Regions from separate parts of the Zea mays genome. Here region 1 is linked to region 2. A link is a contact called in public Hi-C data. All regions are on one chromosome and are shown on one strand. Each heading gives the region's core, a stretch centred on a gene start, on an enhancer-like site or on the middle of the called end of the contact. The rest is flanking DNA. Distances are from core to core; before and after follow the strand shown.

Region 1 (5,730 bases), core at 1,022-3,521, 270 kb after region 2:
AGAGGAGAGAGAGAGGATAGGAGGGAGAGGAGGGTAAATAAATATATTTCATAAACATATAAATATTTATTGTAACATATATTATAAATAGTAATATATATATATATTAAGTATACTAAAGCCTAAATAATATCACCTCAGCGTCATTGTCTCAGCCCTCTCATGTCGCCATCTCGCGTCATCTGCAACTGTGTCAAAAAGGAAATCTTTGGGGGTCTACGGGTGCCCCGTCGGGTTTCGAGGTTATCGCAGGTTTGGGTCTAGGGCTAGATTTTCACCCATAGCGGATTCGAGTTTTTGGAGTGGGTCCGCGGACGATGGACTCGACTCAACCCACACTGTGTTGCATCCCTAGCGGCGTGGCCCTATGGTTCGGCGACGCCCAAATGAGACATCACAAAGACGCATGGGAGTAGATGAACATGTGCATCGGATGTATTTTGCAAAGTTTTAGCTGGCTTAGGGTAGCTAATGAACTAATTGTTAGCTAGGGGTTTAACTAACAATTAGCTATGGTAGCACTGAGGTGTTTGGAACCCATATAACTTATTTTAGTGGCTAACATTAGCTCTAGGGTTTTTAAACATGGCCTAAGCCCTATGTCAAACATCTAAAACTAATTGTTAGTAGACTAATAAGTTGTTAACTGGTTTTAGCTTAGTTAGAGAAACTAACAATTAATAGCTATTCGAGAAATATAACTACGATTAGATAGTATATTAGGTGAACCATTCTAAACATCTCGGTTAATTTTAGCTGCTAACTATTAGTTTTAGCGAGTCCATATCTCTTTACATCGTGCATGTGAATATTATCGTGTTGACGTTCTATTGCAGCGGACCCTTCTTTCTCTAATTATCTATGACACCTTTTGATATTAGGGTGTAGCATCCCGACCACACCGGAGCTAGGTTTCCCAAATTCTGTTTCCATTCGCCTCCCGTAAGAAAGCATGGTTCGCTCACGTTTGCTTTAGGCAGATCCTTATTAAAAGCGGTACATCCTCGATAGCGGAGAGCGATGAGCTGAGCGACGAGTGAGGACCCAAGGGCTTTTTCTTTTCTTTTTTTGCTAATAGCTATTTGACAGGTGGATTTGTAGTTTATGAATGGCATGCACGATAATCGTCCAACGAATGTTGGGTTTGAAAAGATTGTTGGATTGGAGTATCATCTGGCATAAAAAAACACACCCTATATCTTTGTTTTAGCTTTTTTATTGAAGTTAGAGTACGATCCATAGGCTATAGCTGGAAACAAAGAAGAGCTCCCGTCCGGTCGCTAGCTGAAAACTGGGATAGGACTCCCCACTTTGTGTTTTCATTCGTCTGATGGAAATGCGTTAATCAAATAAAGAAGCGCTACGTACTCTGTTAGTACTACTAGTTCAGGTGAAACAAGTTAATTCCTAAAATAAAGAAGTAGTGGATGATTAGAGTTAGCGAGTTGTAGCAGCACTAGTAGCGTGCAGTGACAGTAAAGTTCTACTCCAGCTTGGCTTGCTCCTTTCCGAGAAGCGATGATTTTTAATTTTTTACTGGTCCCCTCGAGTCGTTGATGCAGAGAGAAGCTGCACTTGTGCAGTGCATTTCCATTTCCCGCGGCCACAACAATCATTAGCAGGGCTGCGCCCCCCACAAGTCCCCAAGCTACAGCGCACGAATCTCCGTGCGCCGGCCATTGGAGATCCTACTATTGCAGTGGTGTGTGCTGTGCGCGGCAGTCAAATTCGCAGGTGCTAAAAATTATTACAAACGTGACCATGACGCTAGGTTTAATCGCCATCTTTAACCGGACTCGAAACGGCGAAAGAACTCGCCGGTGCAGTATATTAGCAGTACTACGTACTAACACTAGTGCACTTGACGCGCACCCAGCCTCCAGCCAGCTCGCCCAGGCAAAAAAAACAAAAAGGCCGAAGGCGGCAGCTGTGGTAAATAAATAAACTAGCCTAAAAATCGCCACTTTTAAGCAGGCCGGTGAACGAGACGACCGGGCAAAGCGAGAAGAGCGACGACGCGGTGATTCCTTCTCTCTTTTTCAGGCACGAGCGCATTGGCACCAATTAAGTTACCGCCCATTCCCCCATCCTTTTCCCGGGAACTCCACCGAGCCCGAGAGGCCGTCGGCCCGAGACGCCGAGTCTTTTGACGCCTTTCGCGTCCAGGTGCGTCTCGCTCGCTCTCCGTCGCACTCGCTTGGGTACGCGCGCGGGCTTTTCCGGGCGCCGAGCCCTCGGTGGGCGGCCACATGCCAGCCTCTCTCTCTCTGTCTCGCCCCCGCGGAGAAGGGAGAGGACACGCACGGCACGGCGACCCGCGGACGCATGCAGACAGAGGCAGGCAAGGCAACGTGCGTAAAAGGGCCCGGAAAGAGGTGCGGTTGCTTTGCCCAAACAAAAAAAAGTCCGGGTCGGGCGTCCCGCGTCCGCGCCCGCCGCCCGCGCCCCACCGCACCCCACGCCTTCCGCGCCGCGGCGCGGAGCCGGAATGGATGAGTGGAGGGACGGACGCTGTCACGCGGCCTCGTGCAGTCGTGCGTGCCCAAGTGGCCGACCACAACTTGGAGCCCGCGTCTGCAGCACGTCATCTCTCAGCCACAGAAGAAATATATATATATATATATACACCGAGAGACGTTTGATTTTCGGCGTCGAAACTAGGGGTGAAAACGGTCGAAAACGATCGGTAAACACTAAAATAATTTTCGTTTCCATATTTTTTCTCGGAAACGAGATCGGAAACGGTAACTCCTGAAACGAAAACGACATCGGTAATTCGGAATCATCGAAAACAAAAGTTCGATACGAAAATTACACCGGTTACGATCGGTAAAAACTTTAACATATACCCTCAATTGACTTCAAAAAATCACACAAGTCATACATTCATATAAAATTAGTAATAATATATAAGATAGGAGGTCACAATAAATATATAAGGTAAGAAGTATATAATAATAAAATCATTATTATGCATTTAAATAAAGTAGAATCAAGATATGTATAATGATATGACACTGACATTCTATTTGTACCCCTACTACTTGGCATAGTCAATATAATTAGTGTTCTCTTAGTCCTTCTTAAGTTCTCGTGCAAATTATGAATATATGTATCAAGATTAATAATAGATAAGAAAACATAAATAAGATTTATAAAAGTTTCAAACGATTCTAAACTATATATCATTAGATAGATCTTGATTTTAGAAAAATAATAAAATTAGTTTCACATTTTTCTAAGCTAAGATGAGTTTATTATGAATTTATAAAGGTCAGCTCAGATTTAATATTTTTCTAAAAAATACCGAATTTATTACCGACGGTAAAATACCGGATGAAAACGGTAATTTCCAGAAACGGTCGGAAAAAGGCTAAACTGTTTCTGTTTCCGATTCCGATTTTTTCTACCAATTCCGTTTCCGTATTTTCGGTAACCATTTCTGTTTCCGTTTAGATCGAAATTTCAGTAAAATTTCGAAAACGATTCTCGGTATCCGAAAATTACCGTTTCCGTTTTCATCCCTAGTCGAAACCACGCCCGTGACCTGTGCAATTCGTTTCCGCCACCACGGTTGACGTGCTGCCTTGCCGGTTACAGCGTGCGACCAGCTGCAGCTCGCAAAGGCCCCCCCCTTTCTATTTCCTCGCGAGAATTTCAGATTACATTTGGGCAAATCTTTAGTCCAGCCTGGCCCAAGCCCAGGAGGGCTTTGACCCATTACGATGCCGCATAGAGGTTCAGTTGTTCAGATTTCTTTTCTCCATCTAGACCTGGTTCGAGGTTTTTTTTTTTGAAAAAAATTCTAAATTATACCATTCCTTTGAGTTGATTCAATTTACCCCCTTAACAAAATTTATCCTTTTCATTACTTTATATTAACAAAGTTTTCATTTCAAATTTCGTTAGTCGGTACCTAATAACATAATTTAGCTAAAAAATATATTGTATCTTTTTATACTTATTTTGATAAGTTAGGGACCAAATAAGATAGTAACTTTAATGCTATAACACTAGATATAAAATATTGATGAATTTTTTTAAACAAAATATTTTCTAATATGAATTATGATGTCCTCGATTGCTCCAAAAAACATGAACTTAAAATTCAACTTGTACTTGGAGAAACAAAAGGACAAATTTTATTAGAGTGAGATTTGTCTCTTTTTTTGTTTCTCATTGTACAAGTTAAATTTCAAGTTCGTATTTTTTGAGTGGTTGAGGACATCATAACTTATGTTAGAAGAATTGTTAAGAAATTTTCATCATTATTTCATATTTAATTTTGTATCATTAAAGCATAAATAATGTTTTGCACTGTAGATTGCATTATTTATAGAGTGAAGTTTGAAATAGGTGGTGGGATAAAGAGTCTGCGGGAGATAGCATTAACCATAGACCTATATTGGCCAACGGGTCATGTTGTGCCGACCAATGAGCCACGAGTGGGCCTAGGCACAACCCGCCATACCAGTAATCGTGCTGGTCCAGTCTATGGCCCAACGGGCTTATGGCAGCCCATGACGTTTAAATGACAAAAATAAACAAAAAATATACACAAGTGGTAGTTTTAACCATGGTTGTTGCCTTCAAACACACATTTACATCCACCCACCACCACAATTCGTTTTTGTGTTTTATACTTTGTACCCCCCAAGCATAATATAGGTATTTTTATACAAAATGAAAAAAAAGTAGGTCGTGTCGGACCTAGCCCCCCATGTCACACCTAAGGCTCAAACACAACATGATGATCAGGTCGGACTAACATAGGCCCCGTGGCCAATTGATCGGGCTGGCATGGGTCCAGCGGCCAGCGGGTCGGGTTGTTCTCATGGCGACTTAAAACCATGTCGTGCCATGGGCCATCCGACAAATCTAGCCTTAGACATCTATTGTTGAATCAGCGTGCTTTCTCGCCCTCAATAATGCTACAGTCCCCACAAGTGTCTGCATAGATCTCAGTGTTATCCTAAAGGCTAAATGGTAAGCAATCTTTCACTTACTATTTATCCATTAGTTAGCCCAAACATTCAATTGAACGAATAAACCAGTGGATTAGTAGTCCCAATGGGGGAACTATCATCTCTCAAAAGCTGGAGATGAGATTTAGATCAGCAAAGGAATTGTGCCTGCCTCAATGTTCCAGTGCTTGACATGATAGACCTCACTGAAAGCAAAATATTACAACCTAAGGTTTTTGTAACACCCCTGGTGTTACTAGAACTAAAACTTGGCATTGACATCATATGCATTGGCACCTTTGGGTTGTAATACACCTAGAATGCATTCACTAGAGTAAAAAACAATCTAAATTTGATGTGGTGATCAGCGGAGAGTAGATAAACCTAGTTTGAGAAACTTTAGGTTTGACCTAGAAGTGGAATTTATGATCTGGCAATATTTTGCCAAAAGTAAAAATATTAAGTCATAGAGTTTTCTAAATCAAACAAGTTTCATGTGTGGAGATTTCTAGGTTTTATAGCAAAAAGTGGAGAAAACTCAAAATTTAATTTTGACTTAGGCCTTGGATTTATGAGAATATTATCAGCTAGCTGTATTTGGGCCTTTGTAACTTTTGATCTATGGATACTTTGAAGATGATCATTGTGGCAAATCTGTAGAGCTACACTAGGTGCACAAACTTGATTAAGTTGCTTAGCCCTAAAACCATATGGAACTGCTTGTAAACCTTGCTCCAAAGTGGAATGTTAATCCTGGAATTTCTGA
Region 2 (5,858 bases), core at 3,321-5,820:
ATTCAAACTACAGGGCTAGTTTGGTGTCAAGAAGATTGTATTAAGGTAAACCAAAATCTATATGTACTAAAGTGAATTGGAGGGTAAATTAGTTTACACCGTAAACCGCTTTAATATATGTGAATCAAAGTAAGTACTAATTGAATTGAAGTGTAAATTAGTTTACACCGTAAACGGCTTTAATATATACAAATTAAAGTAAATACTATAGTATCCAAACAAGCTCTAAGACGGATCGGTGTATTGAGGGGGATCGTGGGGTTGTCACCAAACCAGTGTTCACGCTTGATCTTCGCCTATAACTTCAGTCTCGGCAAGACTGACCACGATGCTGGAAACATGTTTCGATTTCTCAGGCTATCAAGCAATCATGCAAAATTGCAAATGACGAATGCTGGGATCTTTCTGGAACAGATTGCCAGTGACAATCAACAAAGGGAACAGCAAAACGATTTCCAAGAGGAAACAGGACAGCATTCCTTGGCTCATAACCATGCTGTATATATCACGATAGCCACAGTTAACACCTGACTTGAAAACATAGCCATACGAGTTAAGGTAGCAAATACCACATAGTTGATATTCGGACGTGACACTGGAACCTGGTCGCTAAACTGAAAAACCAAATGCAAAGGGCATTTGTGATGCAATCTTGCTACTATAAACAACTTTGGACCAATCAAGCGCCGAACCCCTCCACAACCACAAATGCGGAAAATCTCACACGAAGGCAGACTTGATGTAGAGAACTGAAACTTGCTAGACCAGTTCCCAGTCCCCATCAATGAAGGAGACGCCATCGTCTGCGCGGTCCTGCATTGAAAAAAAAACGCATGGTTCACATAAAAATACGGGGCCGTAATGCTAACTACTCTCGAATATAAAAAAAAAGATGTATAGGACCATACCGGCCTAAACATGTCCACGACAATGTCATCCAGACCACCACTAAGTCCCCTTTGCAGCCTACCTGTCCCCATGAGTTCGTTGTTGTAGTTTAGATGACTGCTGACAGCTTGGTGATCAATCCTGCCATCTTGCAGAGGGGGGACAACACAACCACCTGAATTGCTACCACCCAGTGTCTGCCCTGGAACAACAGAACCGTCTATGCGAAGGTTCGGCAATGTAGAGTTGACGCCTGAATTACTAAGCGCAAGGTTGTTATTCAGCATCTCTCTCGAGTTCGTGCTGCTTCCATAAGCGAAGGGCACCGCTTCCTGAGTGAACGGCATCGGAAGACCGTTGCTGGCTAGTGATGCTACTTGGTGGCTCTGCATTTCACTTCCCAGCAAAGGGATCTGACTGGATGCTTCTGTAAAGCTTGAGAGAGGCTCAAGCTTGGGCCTATTCACGATCCTGTCCTTCTGGCCAATCTCCTGAACATTGGATGATGAGACCGCGGTTGGCCAGGTGGTGTTGCACCTTCCAAGATCTGCAAACTGGGGGGGCTCACCAACAAATGAGTTGAAAGGGTCTGCAGAGGAATGCAGCCGACCAAGGTGTTGTTGGTTGCTTGGCTCAAGAGACTGTAATGGCAAGTTGTTTGTCGTAACCAGTTGTGTGCTGTTTGATATGTTCGCGAACGAATTACCAGAAGGGCCAGTAGGAAAGCATTTGCTAGTATCCTGCAGTGGCATATGCGCACCCCTGATCAGGTTGCCGTTGTTCATCCCCCCGACATTCCCTAGGGAAGTGCTCAGATTGTTCTGGTTGTGTCCAATCTGAAGTGGCTGCGAAGGCAGCAGACCATGCATACCAAATGCAGGAGAGTTCATCCTTGCAAGGAGGTTGTTTGGCTGTGAATGGTTAGTGGTTGGAACTGGCCGGTATCTCCCATATGCATTGTACTGCCTGAAGGCGTCTAGTCCCATGTTCACATAAGCAGGGTTTCTTCCTCCAAATGCAGCAGTTAGGTTAGCCTGCCTGCTTGCATCTGCGCTGAGTCTTTTCAGATACAGCCGATACTTCTGCAAACCATCAAAGAAGGATTTATTAAATGTGTTTCTAATTGCAACCAAGCAAAAATAAAAAGTTGCCCAAGTGATCAACGAAATTTGCTGTCTTTCAAAGGACATGAACTGTAAAACCTGATCAATATGCTTGCTGATATCACTTTATGTTTCTTTCAGAAGTATAACAAGCATGTGAAGAAATGCTGATAGGTTTTGAGAAGTTCCTAGATATGGTGAAAACAAAAGAAAATGTAGTTCATGTGTTTTTTTAAAGAAAATGGTAGGAGCTATGCCTTCCATTGAAGTAAGGAAAATAAGAACTCAAAGTTATGCCTCAACGGCAGAGATGCCTCAGTAGGCTAAAACATCTACAACCCCTTATAAAGGCCAAGCCACAAAGAAACAAAAAATGCAACAAGAATCCAAGAATCCTCTTTCAAGATACATAGTGTTGAAGCTTACAGTTGATGTAATCATAAGTTCCAAAGATGTCAGATAATAAACATGTGATGGGCATTATATAGAAACATAAATATGAGGGCAAACATAACTATGTAAGAACGGAAATCACACCTGCAGATGACTTGCAACGTTCTCCCTTGTGATGTTCTCAACATTCATAAGATCCAATATTTTCTTTGGAACAGCCTCTGCATTTATAGTCACGAGTATATGCTATTAAGATTCATGGATAATATACCAAAAAAGAGTAAATTTATTAGTTAACATTCTGATAACTAAGTTATATAATCAGAGCTCTTACTGTCAATGCCAAGCTGGTTGACAGCAGCCACAAACTTTCGGTGCAATTCAACAGACCACACAACCCTTGGCTTCTTCTGGCTCGACGAGTCTCCATTCTCATTACTGTTGTCATCAGAATCATCACCGTCATCACCATTATCATCCCTACCCTTGCGTGAAATTCTCTTGTTGCGATTAACACCGCCATTGTCACCTTCAGCGCTCACCACCTGCAACTTTTTACCCGAATCATCGTTGTCATTGCCACTGTTCTTGGCGTCACAACTCCTCCGCCTAACCACATGCTGCCATATAGTCCTCAGCTGCTCAATACGCACTGGCTTCAGCAGGTAGTCACATGCTCCATGGGTAATCCCCTTCATGACTGTCTGTGTCTCCCCATTTGCAGACAGCACTGCATGATGATGATACAGGGTCAGTTTTCAGATCAAAGACAAATGCAGATGCTGTGCACATTGTACACTGAACCAGCAGAAATAATTGAAGTTCCTGTAGGAAACTAATTGGCGTTCATTATGCCTGCAGACTTTTGTCCTGTCTAACTCTTTCTTTTAGTGGTCACGTGTAGGGAGGGCATACAGAAGTTTTCATGAGGCTTGCCATTCCTCCCAAATTCAATGCCTCATTGAACAAGAAAACTTCTTTACAAATCGGGCGAGGTTTTCAGCTGTCTAATGGAGGTAAAAAACAAAGTAACCAGATGGTACCATACAAGATATATTCATTCCACAATGATGATTTTTCAAGCAATGCCAAAATTTTGAGATCATTGGCCTGCTGCAACTGCAATAAAGGCAGGAACAGGAGTGGGCAAGCGAAGGCTTACTAATGACCGGGAGGTCCATCTCGAGGCCCACAAGCTCGAGGAGCTTGAAGCCGTCCATGTCCGGCATGTGGACGTCGCTGATCACAAGGTCAAACTGGTCCTTCTTCTCCCTCAGCAGCTTCAAGGCCGTGGCTGCCTGTCCCGTTGTTGTCACTGCGGCATCACAAGTCAAAGCCCTCCGGAGGAACACATTACACATGTGGAATCACTCGACTTCGAGGAAAGTTAGCGAGAACGATTTTTTTCTTTCCGTTGAACAAAGCCAGACCGCGGTGGAGATCGGAAATGGACAGGACACACAAGTTTACAGAAATCGCGCAGCTGGCGGTTGGAAAAGCTTTGGAAGGTAAGATTGTTCTAAATATAGCCGTGTGCCAGCGCGTGGTAAAAAAAACCAAACAAAATCGGATCAGCAGAGTCAAACCCGATTATTATTATTTGCAGAAGAAAGAAGATGAAACTGAGCCTGACATGACATTACATGGCAAAAAAATATTTCACGGCGAAAACAACAGGAGGAGGAAGTGGGGGTGGGGGCATAAAGTCGGGGTTGCTATTTATGTGATGAAAAAAAATGCAAAAACAGCAACCCAAATATCTCCGTAGACTTCTTGATAGTTGATACACGCGAACAACGGAAACTAAATAAAACCAAACCGAAGAGCCGAATCGGGGACAATAAAGGTGAAAAAGAACGGCAGGATGTATGTACAATCCGATGAGAAGAGTAGGGAACCAAGCATACGGGGAAGAGAGAGAGAGAGGGGAGCGAGAGGAGCGTGGCATACCATGGTACTGGCAGCGGAGCAAGAGGTTCTCGAGGATCTTGAGGCAGGTCGGGTCGTCGTCGACGGCGAGCACGCGCATGCCGACGGGGAACTGGTCCTTGGCGCCGTGGCCGCCGCTGGCCCTCGCCTGCAGCTTCAGCTCGTCGACGGTCATCTCCGGCGGCTCCGGCTCGGCGAATCCAACAGCAGCGGAAGCCGCGGAACCGAGAAACCAGGCACCCGGATCACCCAAGCAAGGACCCTCCTGTACGTACGCAGGTAGTAGGCAGGAAGGCAGGCTCACAAGGGCGGTTGTCTGGATCCTAGAAATCCAAGAAACGGCGGGGAAAGGCGGGGAGGTCAAAGCAGGGGAGGAGAGCGAGAGCAGCACCAGGAGAACGCAGGCAGAGAGAGAGAGATGGGGTTGGGGGAGAAGGGTGTGTGTGGGGTACGGTGAAGAACCCAATAATAATAGGAGGGAGGTGAGAGAGAGGGGAAGAGGAAGGTGAACGGGAGATTGGATTGGAGGGAGCTCATGCAGTGCAAAGATGGTAACCTTTTTTTCGGCCTCCTTTCGTTTTCCTTTTATTACGCTTTCATATTTCCTGCCGTTTATTCAGGCCTCTATACGCCGCTGCTGTGCTGCCAGTGCCATCGGTGGGGTGGGGTTGGGGTGGGGGGGGCCGTTTTTTGTTTCTTGCCGTGGTGCATTCCGCGTGTATACGCGCGCCAGGGCGCCACTGTCCTTTTTAGGGTTCGTTCCGAGTCGCCTTTTCGGTTCTTGCCATTCTGCGTTTGTGGACAACGTACATAGTACAGCAGCTGTTGTTTTGATTCCATGTGATGTTTTTTTTTATTTTTTTTAAAAAAACGTATATGGCTCTGGCTCTTTTTATTCCTAATTATTCTCATATATTTCCCTTGTGCTTTTTCTGTATATTTATCTATCTCCGGTTCCTCGAGTAGTATATTTATTTATCTCTGGGACTCGGACGGTTGCGGCGGCAGACTAGTGAGCGAGATAGCTACGGCGGTGTTGGATCTACCCAACCCACCCGGAGACAAGTAACCAGCAGAAGACGGGGGGCATTTTCTTTTCCGGCGATGGTTGGCGATGACGTGGGTCGAGCAGCTGGCCTGGCCAGCCCGAGCTGGGTTTAATTATGGGCTTGCTTGATTAAACAAAGCTCGCGATAAGGTTGATTATTAGCGATGCACGACAGCTCGGCGTCGTCTCTGGGATTAGCTAGCTGCTAGCCCGGGCTTCCGCTCCCGCCGGATCGCAGATCCATTCGTCGACAACTCTCCGGTGTCCACGCACGCACACACGTACCCACTGCCACATATATATAAATATAAATATATATTACTGACCTCTAACTTGAAATTACTATAAACCTCTAGCTCCGTGGAAGGAAAGCGCTTCGCTTTTGAAATATCTACTACTAGCAGTGGGAGGGGGTTTTTCTCTCACACACACACGCAGACATCATCCATCCTTTCCTTTTTTTGTCGCTCGCTCAACAGGAACTCCTAGATCAGGGC

What was found. A called contact is a pair of places that touch in the nucleus more often than the background predicts.
Region 1: a contact with region 2 is called in a Hi-C map of leaf, with 8 times the contacts expected there. The contact joins the enhancer-like site here to the promoter of LOC541638 in region 2. A contact is called at or near these places in 9 of 25 Hi-C or Micro-C datasets (bundle sheath, ear, leaf and 4 more) and 2 of 3 datasets of contacts at active chromatin or transcription factors (leaf and seedling).

The regions. Positions count from the first base shown.
Region 1 is chr5:95,613,275-95,619,004 of Zm-B73-REFERENCE-NAM-5.0, forward strand. No RefSeq gene overlaps it. Among protein-coding and RNA genes, the nearest start is that of LOC100272320, 53 kb to the right of the region's middle. Within about 2 kb of position 2,272, at least 19 of the 20 cell types and tissues checked have an H3K27ac peak or open chromatin away from gene starts, as enhancers often do. A contact at or near this core is called in bundle sheath, ear, leaf and 3 more, where this site is marked.
Region 2 is chr5:95,344,355-95,350,212 of Zm-B73-REFERENCE-NAM-5.0, forward strand. It overlaps LOC541638 (response regulator 9), which reads right to left and starts at 4,571. Exons shown (of 6, transcript NM_001111393.1): 1 at 4,335-4,571; 2 at 3,547-3,699; 3 at 2,719-3,114; 4 at 2,529-2,605; 5 at 909-1,970; 6 at 483-813. The coding sequence starts at 4,488. The coding sequence ends at 760.